Regions from separate parts of the Mus musculus genome. Here all the other regions are linked to region 2. The links are chromatin contacts, called in public HiChIP or PLAC-seq and promoter capture Hi-C maps. All regions are on one chromosome and are shown on one strand. Each heading gives the region's core, a stretch centred on a gene start, on an enhancer-like site or on the middle of the called end of the contact. The rest is flanking DNA. Distances are from core to core; before and after follow the strand shown. Region 1 overlaps Megf11 (multiple EGF-like-domains 11). Region 2 holds the start of Megf11 (multiple EGF-like-domains 11). Region 3 overlaps Megf11 (multiple EGF-like-domains 11).

Region 1 (3,489 bases), core at 938-3,437, 190 kb after region 2:
GGGTGTGTGCTGACCCCATCCTCCCTTGGATGAGGGTGGTACGCAGCAGTTACTGCAGGACAGGTTTTGGCTTTAGGAGTGTGACTCCAGACCTTACTTCAAGGACAGTTCTGACCTGGGGAGATGCATTTGGGAAGCCTTAAGAGGTGACATCCCAGTGCTACAATGGCATAGCAAGAAGGCTCAGGGTTTAAGATCTGGGTACTGTCTTCCTTTGGAGCTTGGTATGAACTCAGTACACCAGGCTTCACTGAAATGCTCAGAAGCAGAGCAGACGGAGCTCAGAAAGTCAACATATGGGGGGGGGGGGGCCCTCACCTCAGAGAGGGCCAGACACCAGAGCCACACCACTGAACATTACACATGTGGTTAATTCACAACGCACCGATTTTTAAATTTTTATTTTTTATGTATTTTGTAGGCATCTATGTCTGCTTACCACATGCATGCCTGGTGCAGGGAGAGGCTAGAAGAGAGTTTCATATCCCCTGGAACTGCAGTTACAGAGGTTGTGAGCTGCCATGTGGGTGCTGGGAATAGAATCTGGGTCCTCTAGAAGAAGAACAGGCTGTGTTCTTAACCTCTGAGCCATCTCCCCAGCCCTAATCTTTGCGTTTTGAAATTTTCACTGGGGAGGCCATGGTGTTAGTGGTGACCCAACACCTTGAATCTCAGCACTCGGAGAGGCAGAGGTTATCTTGATCTGCATAGCATTTCCATACCGGCCAGGGCTATATAGTGTGATCCTGTCTCGAAACATAAACATGTAAAACAAAAACAAAATTATCACAGAGTCTTGGTCTGTATCCCCAGCACTCAGGAAGGGGAGGGGAAGATTTGGGGATTCATGCTTTTCCCTCTTGATGAGATGAACTGAGGAAAGATCATTGCTGAAATGGGATTCAAGGCTAGCCTTACAATAAAAAAAAAAAAAAAAAAAAAACCTATGTTTAAAAAAAAAAAAAAAGACGTATCATTGAGATAAACACACAGCAATGTAAACCCTTGTATTTTAGATTCTCTATGGGTGTCTCAGATGAACCTCACTCAGCATGTGTGTGATGCATCCTGAGGGAGAGGCCAGGTAGTACTTAACTACAGTGACCATGATGTCATTGCTGGGGCCCTAAGATTCATGTCCCAGTCCAAGGCCTGTAGCTCAGTGTCTCTTCTTCCCTCCCTTGCTTCTGCCCCGAGGGATCTGTACTCAGAATCCTTCTCTCGGTTTTGGTCCTGAGTATCAGAGGCCTCCCACAGGCATCCTTTTTTAGCATTTGACAAGTTCAAGGTCAAGGGCAGCCACTGAAGAGCCGCCCAGTGCCTTCCATCTCTGCTTAGATCCCTGTTCAGAACAGAACTAGAAAGGAAGCCGGGTGGGATGTCCCTTTCAGTACTCAAAGCCTGTCAACATGGGGTGTCTCTGCAGGATGCAAAGATGCCCTGTTCATCCCTTCTCTAGGGCACAGGACTGACCCCTCTGAGCAGGATACTTCGGCAGATAAGAAGAGCCCACCAGCTCCTGCAACTCGCTGTGGTCTCCTGGGTACCGTCATCTGCAGTGAAAAGTCAGGGGAGATTTTGGTGTTTGTCTAGTGTAAGAGACGAAAGTCAATAGGAAGTGGGAGGTGGAATCTCATTTCCAAGCTTCTAAGCAGGTTCTGCAATCAATAATGCAAAGAGCATTGGAGGGCCCTAAGCCACACGCACAAGGGTTTGCAGAGGGGCCTTAGCACCCATCCCACCAGACTAAGGACCCCCGTGGGGACTGTACCTCCTAAGAGAGCCAGTCTGACTCTCCTTGGTGAAACCTGTCCTAGGAAGTGAGTTAACTCATTCCCAGCCACAATATTGTCCCCAGGACTGTGCTCTGGGAGTCACAGGATGATGACAGCTGAAATCAGGACAGGGAGCTAGGTGGACTCTGCCCGTGCAGATATCCCCAAGAGCAAGCATTGGCTGGCTCATCTGGCATTCCCCCGTTCTGTTCCAGAGGCAAACATGACTCTGCCTTCCCACCCCGCGCCCGGCACATCATGGAATAAATAGACTCGTGGTTTATGTTCTATAATTTCATTGCTTATTTTGTACACTGTGAAGTTTTGTTTGCGACTCTACTCCTGACTGTTGCCAAAACCTGTCACACTAGGTGGTAAGATGGATGGAAAGGCACATTATGATGGGTAATGGGGTTCTCGACTCCCTTACCATAGCAATGCTCATGTCTGCTCTCACCTCTGTTAACTGTGGTTCAGTCCTTAAAACCTGGCGGTCTCTATAGACACTGGGGCCCAGTGGGCAGTGGCATGCAGGCAGGGCCTGGGGGTAAGACTGGTACAGGATGAGGTCGGACTTCATTAGAAAACCCAGTCCCTGCAGAAGCCCCCAAGTTGTCTCTGGAGCCCCAGGCTGAGTGACAGACAGAGGCTGGGGAGATGGCTAACTTGGTGAAGTGTTTACTCTATAAGCGTGACAACCTGCATCCCAGCACCAGAATCCACATAAAACGCCAGATGCGGTGGCATGCGCTTTTATTTCAGAGCTTTGGAGGCAGAGGATATGCTCACTGGCCACCCAGCCTAGCTTAGTCATCAAAGGCCAGGCTAGGCAGAGACCCTGTTTCATATAAAAGGGTCGGTAGCTTATGAAGAAGCCTGAGGTTAACCTCTGTCTTTCAGCTACATAAATGTGCACAGATATGTACATGCATTACACACACACACACACACACACACACACAGCTTCACAAACTCCCACTCTCCCAAAATGCTGTTATACCAAGCATTTCTGGGGGCAAGTTACGTGATGAAGTTCTAAGTTTATTTGTTCTGGTTTTTCTGTTCTCTAACCATTTCCCATCAGAGTACATTCCAGGCAGGAAGAGTAGGTTCTAAACACAGGCTTTGGAGTCAGACTGGTTCAAATCCCAGCTACAGAACAGGCAGTTTCAGTACAGCCTTGAGCCTCTTAGCTATTTAGCTTTTCTGGGCCTGTTTCCTCATTAGAAAAGAATGAGGCCAGTCAGGTCCCATGATTCATTCCCATGGTTTCTATCTCCCTGTATCCATTTCCTTCCTGCATTTGGTCCTGACTGTTGAAGATTTAAAGGGGGTACCCCTATGTTTACAGGTTGAGAAAGACTCCTAACTAGAGGGCTCATCAAGAAAAACACCCTAAAAACCTATGTGTCTCCACCAAGCCTCATCCAGGCAGAAATGGCTGAAAGAGGCAGCCTGGCCTGGACCGAGCACGTAGTTAGTAGGCACCTAAGTGATGCTGAGGGCTCACAAACTGGTTTAAGGGCAGAATCTGTGGCCTGGCATCTCTGCCACTTATGCTTGAGGACCGGGCTGTGATGTAGGGCTGGCTGTTGGGCAGCTAACAAGGTGTCACATGACCCACCAAGAGTCACAAGCTGGCTCTCAGCTGTTCCCTGCCAGCCACTCTTGTCCCCTCATAGTTCCTTCCACCCAGCAGCGGGGACTCTGACAT
Region 2 (3,730 bases), core at 265-2,764:
GGGAACTTTTTCCAATGTCAGATTTGGTCTCCTCACTGCCAGATGGGGAACTTCATATATCACTAGATGGTTGGTCCTGCAAAGGAGGGGCTAGAGCACTAGAGAAGGCAGGAAGCTCCTGGGGTGCAGAATTTAAGGAGGGACTCACTCTGGCGGGTGAGTGACCCGGGTGTTTGCTAAGTGCTTCACCCGGTTTCAAGCTCTACTTTTATGTTGTGAACAAGAGGCTCTGCCATCTGTTGTCCGTTTAGTTTGACATTCCAAGGTAAGGAACTGCTGGGGAGGTTGGTTTGGAGTTTTGGGACCTGAAACCCCAATGCAGAAAGATCTCATCTGCTCACACCATTCCTGCAGAAGCCTAGCACTTACTGGATGAACCTGGTCTGGTGCTTGCAGAGCAGGGCTGCCTGTTGTGGGCCAATGGGAAGAGGGCTTCTTCTTATTTCTCCAAACCCCACTGGGCTGAAATGGACAGATGACAGGGAGTACACTCCTGGGGAAAGAGCTGGATCCTCAGGCTGCACGGGAGCCTGGGTCGAGTGGCTTGTCCCAAAGCCACAGACAATCTGCCTGTTCTAGTGGCAAAATTCTCCCTCCGGGTGCAGGACACCTTTCCCAAGTGTGGGACCCCACCTCACTTCAAGGGAAGGAAACACCCCACCACCCCCACCTCTGGCAAACAGGGAAGCAGGAGTGAGCCCCTCATATCTTGGAAAGGAGTAGGGGTGACCAGCAGGTGTTCCCACCACCTGGCTAGGACCCACTTACAAGCACACGAGGTGTAGTCTAAAGTGTCACCTGACTGAAGACTTCCAGGTGGCTCTGGGTGCAGTGCCAGGCCTCTGACACCCTATCATTAACATGCACCCTCCTCTGCCCCCCCCCACCCCCCATCTCATCCCCTGTTCGAAGACCTTGAAGTCTACAAGAAGCCCCGCTGGTTTAAGTCCAGCCTTTGGAGTTGACCACAGCAGTCCAGCCTTTGGAGTTGACCACAGCATGGCAAGTTCTTACTCTGGGGCCTGGCTGTCTGCACTTTACCTGGTGCAGCTCAGCTTGTTCTGCACACTGAGTTCTTTGCTTTTCTAGCTTTCCCTGGGTATCTATCTGTACTCAGCTTGTTAAAAGCTCAGTTTGGGGCATATTCCTGGTCCCCTTCCATCCTGGGCTAGCTTCGCCAGCCAGAGCTTCTACAAAGAACAGGTGCAGAGGCCACGCTAATCGGTCGGTCAGAAGGAAAAAAAAAAGGGGGGGGGGAGGGAGAAGGGAGTCGCGAGGGGTTAAAAGGAAGAGATACAGAAAAGAGAGAGCGGGGGAAAAACGGTAAAAGAACGATAACGGGTGGATGCAGAGTAGGGAAGTGAGAAGAGAACAGAGGGAATTAAAGAAGGCAACCGGCAGAGAGAAAGCTAGGAAAAAGAGCGAGGGAATGCGCGCGATCGCAGGGTCTGAAAAGAGGTGGGAGGGAGAGGGAGAGCGGAGGGAGGAGGGAAGAGGGAGGGGCCGAGGGACGCAGGGGGGTGGGGGCTGCCGTGGCAGCAGTCGCAGCGGCTCCAGCCTCCTGCTTGCTCACTCGTTCTCAGTGCCCGGAGCCGGCTGCCCGGCTCGGGGCGGTTCGCAGCTCCCTCTCCTGCCTGGGGACCTGAAGCCGCTCCGGCTCCGGGGTATAGGACCGCGCGACTGGCTGGCCCAAGCCCGGGGCGCGCCACGGAAGCAGGTAGATGGTTGGGTGGGGTCCGCGGGGACCCGGAGCCTCGGAGCACTGTGGGTGCATTGGGTCGGGGTGTGGGTTCCAGTTCAGGGGAGGGGGCTTTGCAGCGTCGCGACTAACTTTCCACCAGCTCCGTGGGTCCTCCGTGGCCAGGTCCCGGCTCTAGAAGGCGAGTTTGGCGAGGGGCAGAAGGTGGATGGCTGGGCTTGCGGGAGCGCCCGGGGGTCTATGCGAGACGTAGAGAGCCTCGGCTGGGCCAGGCGCGCGTCCTCTGGCCGCAGTCAGGACGCAGCGGCCGCCGCGTCTCCACGTGCGGGGGAAGACCCGAGAGTCGCGGTGCGGGTGTCCGGAAGAAGGAACCTGCCAGCTCTGCGCGAATCTGGGGTCTCCCGGCCGAGAGCCATTCTAGATGTGCGGGACCTTCGCCCCGCACCGCGTCCTTCCGACCCGGGTCCCGACGCAGAGCTGCGGGGCCGCGCGCAGGTCCCCGCGGAGCCCAAGCCCAGCCGGTGCCACGCGCAACGTGGACTCACTCTCTTTTTTTCCTCCTGATCCTGTCTACCCACTTTCACTGAGGGAATCCCGGACGCCCTGCAGTCCTGCGGGTCGCCCCTGGCTACATACCTCCGACCCTCGGCGGAGACCCCAACACCCAAAGTTAAAAGAGAAGCGAGTCCCTCTTCCTGCGCTCGTGGGCGGCTGTCCCGAACTTCCTAACTTCTCTCCCAAACGCGGGCGGTAGTGTTGTAGCTGGGCACACAGTGGTCCTGGTGGCAGCCCTGCGCAGGCACCTTCCCCTAAGACTTGATTTAGTCTTTTAATTTTTAGGAGGAAAAAAAAAAGACTTGAAAAATAGGTAAAACCGTTCCTTCCCGGGACCAAGGTTGCGAGTGGGACGGAGTCACGATCGGTCTGTAGTCTGGGAGCTCTGGGTCTCCGCCTGGCGGGCCCCAGAGCCCTCGAACCCCAGATGCTTTTTCCTGGAACTGCCTCCCACGCTCCATCCCACTGTCGTCGCGTCTCAGAATCCGTCCCCGTGAGTGCCTGCTGCGAGGCCAGCCGGCCTCTTTCCGGGCTGGTGATGCTCTCGAGAAAAACCGGTCCAAGTGACTGGGATCAGATTCTCCCACGCCTGGTCCCTCCGGGAGCCTATACAGCAGGGCCTCCCGCAGGTTGGAGGATGCTTACCAGGAGGTTAGGGCTCCCCGCCTTCCCAGCTCTCTGTGGCAAGGATACTTGTGCCCAGCGCATCTGCGCCCATCACTGTCCTGGGGGAAACTGGGGTTAATGTCCTGACCAGGTGGTGGCGCGCGGCAGGCTGCCGGGACCGTCCCGAGCCTGCCCCGATAGTGTTTTGGCTCCGGGAGTCCAGTGGCTGGATTCGCCGACCCTCATCTCTTTCCAGCGTTCGGTCTTTGTTGGACTGCAAGCCGAAAAGATCTTTTGTGAGGCTTAGCGGAGGTTTAGAAGTAGCAAAAAAGCTGGAGTTCTTTGCAGAGAGGATCATCTACGGGCCATCGCCCCCTCCCTGAAGGTTGGGTTCAGTGTCCCAGAGCATTGACATTAACGCCCAGCCTAGGATGTGAAGCTTAACCTGTTTCTTTGGCGGCTTTTCCTGCGGTGTGCACCAAGCACCGGGCTCTTGCTGTTGCTCACACATTGTTTAAGCCCCTAGAAAATTGAAGCCTGTAACTGCAGTCCTTCCCTTTCCTCCCATTCTGCAGATCAGCCTACTGAAGCCCAAAGAAGTGAAGGGACTCCCTTAGAGCTGACTAAGGGAAGTCTTCCTGCCTAAGGGCTGGGCACCTTTCCTGATTTCCCCCGTTGATTTCCACTTTCTTAGTGTTAGGCCATTGAATGATGAAAAGGCTGGAGGGCCAGGAGGTTGGAAGGTTAGAGGCAGGACACCGTGGGTAACCAGCATCTCCCAAGAGGAGCCATGTCTACTGTATGCCAAGTTTGTGCTTTGCCTGTCTGCTTTAAGATGCCACGGACCTGCCTCTCCGGTGGCCTGTGGGG
Region 3 (3,683 bases), core at 317-2,816, 220 kb after region 2:
CCCCAGTCACTAAACTGCCATCTTCATTTAGTTAACGCTCTTTCTGGGCAGACCTGGCTGGGATTCATCTTCATTATCCAGTGAGGGGCTCACTCCAGGCCGGGCTTTGATCTCAGAGCAGCAGAAAATTGCCTCTTGCAGATGATTTCCCCTGAAGACCATTAGCAGGGCTGGTAGGAGGCTGAGTGCCAGGGAGGAGCTACGGACAGTCCACTACCAACACAGGCCCCCTCTCCATCCTTACCAGTGCCCAAGCTGCCTCTCTCCAGCCCCCACTTACCTCTTGCCTTTAGCTAAGCTAGACAGGGCTGAAATCCTAACATCTTTTTCCCCTGGCCACACAGCCCTCAATAACTAGTACTCTTAAAACAGTTTACAAAGTCCTTCCACATTTTAACTTTACAAACTCCAAAGCCACGGCCGGGATGTAGCTCAGTTGAAAGACTATCTGCTTAGCTTGCATAAAACCATGGGGTCCAGCCCCAGCCCCACATCAGCTGGGCATGGTGCTGCACGACTATATTCCCAGAACTTGGGAGGTGGACGCAGCAAGACCAGAAGTTCAAGGTCATCCGCAGCTACATAGCAACTTTGAGCCTGGGCTGCATGAGACCCTGTTTTTAAAAAGAACTCTCAGAATCCAGACTCACCAAGATCCTGGCTCAACATGCTTACACGACAAACTTGGTTTCTATGTCTACGAAACGGAATGATAACACCACTCTTGGAAATGACTCAGTATATAATATATACATCAAAGGCCTAACACAGAGGCCGCTGCAGTCCATGCCAAACACCAGGAGTCCTTTCTCCAGACAAGCACCGGCAGTTATAAACAGGGGCGCTGAGACCCATGGAGGTGCTTTGGTCAGTGACTTTGAGAGAATCATTTCCTTCCAAGACTGGGTCTTCTCTGCAGAGAGCTCCCACCACCCTTAAGCCTTCTACAGCATCCTACGGTAGGCTCATGTCTGGCAGGTTCAGGACCGCAGGGCTGACTACAGGCTCATAATTATGGAGATAGCCAGGAAATGCTTCGGGCTGCCTTGCTCCTCCAAGCAGCAGGGCGGTGAGCAGAGACTTGCCTGGAGCCACTGTGCTGGTTGACATAGGTTAGCTTGTGCACCAGAACTTTACACAGCTCTGGGGTGGCAAGATTTCCCAAGAGACCGTTAGTTAGCTGGTCCCTAACTGCTCAGAGCTCTTTTAGAACCATAACAGCTTCACCCTAAGCCCAAAGGTTTTCCCCTCTAGCCCCCCAAACCCTACGTTCCCACCCCGGCGTCTCAGCGATGACAATCCTCACCCCTTTCCAAGTCTGCAGACCACCCCCAACAGGCCAGCCTCTTCTTGGCTGTGTGCCCAGCCTCAGGCCTTTCTCCATAGGCCATGCCCCAAGCTGTTTTTAATCCCTTGTGATTGGCACTCTCTCGCCACTCGGGGTAAGGACATTTGGTCTCTGCAACTGGCACTTTGCCGCTATTATCTGCCCATGGCAACAGGGTCTGTAATCCAGCCCATTCATCTTTTCTTCCTCTGCATACACTCCTGGGCAGTCGGACCCCACTTGGATTTGTGTGAACTGTGCAGCCAGCAAAGACAGAAGAGCCTTTTCACAGCTGGGCTGCGGGGTCTTTGAGAAGCTTATCCGTTCAGAAAGGCCAGCTCGGAAGGATGCAGAAACTGCTTCATGAACCCAAACAAACGCCTTGTGTTCCCCCAGCATGGCTTCTTGGCCGACTTCCTTGCACCTGACCACCCATTAATCTGCCTTTTAACTGGATCTGCATGTGTCCCGGGCACATGGTTACTGTCTCTAGCCCCAGCTGGGCCACCTCCAAACCGGGTCACCCTGCAGGGCCGTGTTTAATGGTTCAGAGATACAGCCCTGCTTCTTTCAGAGAGGATCCAGCCGCAGGCCCTGAGTTGACAGGCAGTCTACAAAAGCCAGGGATTCTGAGAAAATAGCTGCTGCTGGATATCCAGAGGATAACCAAAGGACAGGGCTTCAATGTAGGATTTTTAGCCTGGAGTCTGTGCATAGTAGGACATAAATACCTTGAATTCCTGGGCGGTTCTGTGTATGCATATGTGCATGAGTTATATATGTGTTCATGAGCATTTTGGTGAGGATAGTCCGTAGCTTTTGTGAGTGTCCTAAACATGTCTGGGACTTACTATGTGGTCACAGCAGAGCAGAGAGTGTTTATACTTTTGCTATTGCAATATGATATTTTCTACAAATGTTTTCAGCCATGTTTATAGCCATCCTAGGACACACAGGGCCCGTGAGCATCAGGTTAGACAAGCCTGCTAGAACTTCAGTCAGGAATTCTGGGGTCATCCAGGCCAAGCCACTTACTTGGTAAGACCAGGCCTTAGAGTAACAGCTTGCCTTAGTGTGGTGGTTTGAATGAAAATGGCCCCCATGGCTCATGGCTCATAGATTTAAGTGTTTGGCCCGCAGTTGGTATGGCCTTGTTGGAGGAGAGATGTCATTGGGAACTGGCTTTGAGGTTTCAAGGGCTTGAGCTGTTCTTGCCATTCCCAGTGTGTTCTCTCTACCTCCTGCTCCTGGATCGAGATGTGAGCTCTCCACTCTTCCTGCCGCCATGCCTTTACTCCACCTTTATGGACTCTAACCATACACAGCCCACGTCTTTCCTTTATAAGTTGTCATGGTCACAGTGTTTTGTCACAGCAACACAAAAGTAACTAATATACTTAGCTTACCTGTACCTCATAGAACAGCCATCAGAGCCCAGGCCAGCTCTGGCTGCTGGCCCCATGCAGCCCAGCCAACTGTGGCCCAGAGCCAGCTCTTCCATTGCTGGGCTCATTGTCATATCCAACTCTGACTTGTCCCTGATCCCAGACCTTATCAGAGCCCCCATCCACCTTGCCAGGCCAGACTTAGCTTCCTTCTTTGCCTCACACCTTAATCCCTTGAGGGCTGAAGCTCTCTCACTCAGTCTGTCCCTCCCTGGGCCAGCCATTCCCCCATAGGGCCCCTCACTCACCAACACTGCAAGGCATCTTCTAGCCCCAGAGAGACATTTTTCTCTCTTGCCAGAAGCTACTTTAAAATGTGCAGACTCTTGCAAAACACCAGAAACAGCTAAGAGGGAGCAGAAAGCAGTCATCTCTCTGCTTCTTCCCCCAGCTGTCTAACCTGTGCTCACTCACCTGGGTCTTCTCCATACCTTGCCAGGGAGCATAGAAGGCCAGAGGTATTGGGATGAATAGAAGGCACCAGCACCCTCAGAATCTCCTGTAGAAGCCATCTAGGCTGGAGCTCCTGGATGAATGGCTGCCTGACTTCTTTCTCTTCTAGAGATGCAGGCTCTGGGCTTCCCACAGACTCTGGGGATGGAAGGGCACTTGTGGACCATCCTGACAGTACTCTTTTACTTTAGACTTGGTCTTGAAGGCAGAACTATTGCTATTATACTTGTTTATGTATGAATGGTTCCTATTCCCCAGAATCTTGTAGATTCAGGACTAGATGTCTAAATGTCTGAAGCAGAATGGAGACTCATATAAAAGATGGTAGATTTGGGTCTGAGACTCTCTTTCCAATACACCTTCACCTCATAGGCAGGGAAAGTGAGTCTCAGAGAAGCATGTGACCTGCCCAAGGCCTTCTGCACCTAAGCATACCCTCTCAGTACTTCTGTGGCTGG

What was found. Promoter capture Hi-C pulls out the DNA fragments that hold promoters and counts their contacts. HiChIP or PLAC-seq counts read pairs in DNA pulled down with a chosen protein or histone mark.
Region 1: a promoter capture Hi-C map of liver shows a contact between it and region 2, with 2.7 times the contacts expected there. The contact joins the enhancer-like site here to the promoter of Megf11 in region 2. A contact is called at or near these places in 10 of 39 promoter capture datasets (the 3T3-L1 cell line, the HPC-7 cell line, cranial neural crest and 5 more), 4 of 484 Hi-C or Micro-C datasets (CD8 T cells, the N1E-115 cell line, Th1 cells and 1 more), 10 of 115 datasets of contacts at active chromatin or transcription factors (craniofacial prominence, embryonic forebrain, embryonic hindbrain and 6 more) and 1 of 9 other capture datasets (adipose tissue).
Region 3: an H3K27ac HiChIP or PLAC-seq map of oligodendrocyte precursor cells shows a contact between it and region 2, with 8 times the contacts expected there. The contact joins the enhancer-like site here to the promoter of Megf11 in region 2. A contact is called at or near these places in 15 of 39 promoter capture datasets (the 3T3-L1 cell line, the C10 cell line, the HPC-7 cell line and 10 more), 4 of 15 datasets of contacts at CTCF or cohesin (the G1E-ER4 cell line, large pre-B cells, pro-B cells and 1 more), 14 of 484 Hi-C or Micro-C datasets (the Ba/F3 cell line, the G1E-ER4 cell line, the HPC-5 cell line and 7 more), 20 of 115 datasets of contacts at active chromatin or transcription factors (T-cell acute lymphoblastic leukemia, bone marrow-derived macrophages, craniofacial prominence and 13 more) and 2 of 9 other capture datasets (liver and pancreatic islet).

Annotation. Positions count from the first base shown.
Region 1 is chr9:64,569,369-64,572,857 of GRCm38.p6, forward strand. The region is part of intron 5 of Megf11 (multiple EGF-like-domains 11); the gene reads left to right. Among named protein-coding and RNA genes, the nearest start is that of Gm36311, 110 kb to the right of the region's middle. Within about 2 kb of position 2,188, at least 26 of the 459 cell types and tissues checked have an H3K27ac peak or open chromatin away from gene starts, as enhancers often do. A contact at or near this core is called in the N1E-115 cell line, bone marrow-derived macrophages and liver, where this site is marked.
Region 2 is chr9:64,384,112-64,387,841 of GRCm38.p6, forward strand. Megf11 (multiple EGF-like-domains 11) reads left to right here and starts at 1,515. Exons shown (of 25, transcript NM_001134399.1): 1 at 1,515-1,717.
Region 3 is chr9:64,604,430-64,608,112 of GRCm38.p6, forward strand. The region is part of intron 5 of Megf11 (multiple EGF-like-domains 11); the gene reads left to right. Among named protein-coding and RNA genes, the nearest start is that of Gm36311, 80 kb to the right of the region's middle. Within about 2 kb of position 1,567, at least 46 of the 459 cell types and tissues checked have an H3K27ac peak or open chromatin away from gene starts, as enhancers often do. A contact at or near this core is called in the N1E-115 cell line, forebrain, neural progenitor cells and 3 more, where this site is marked.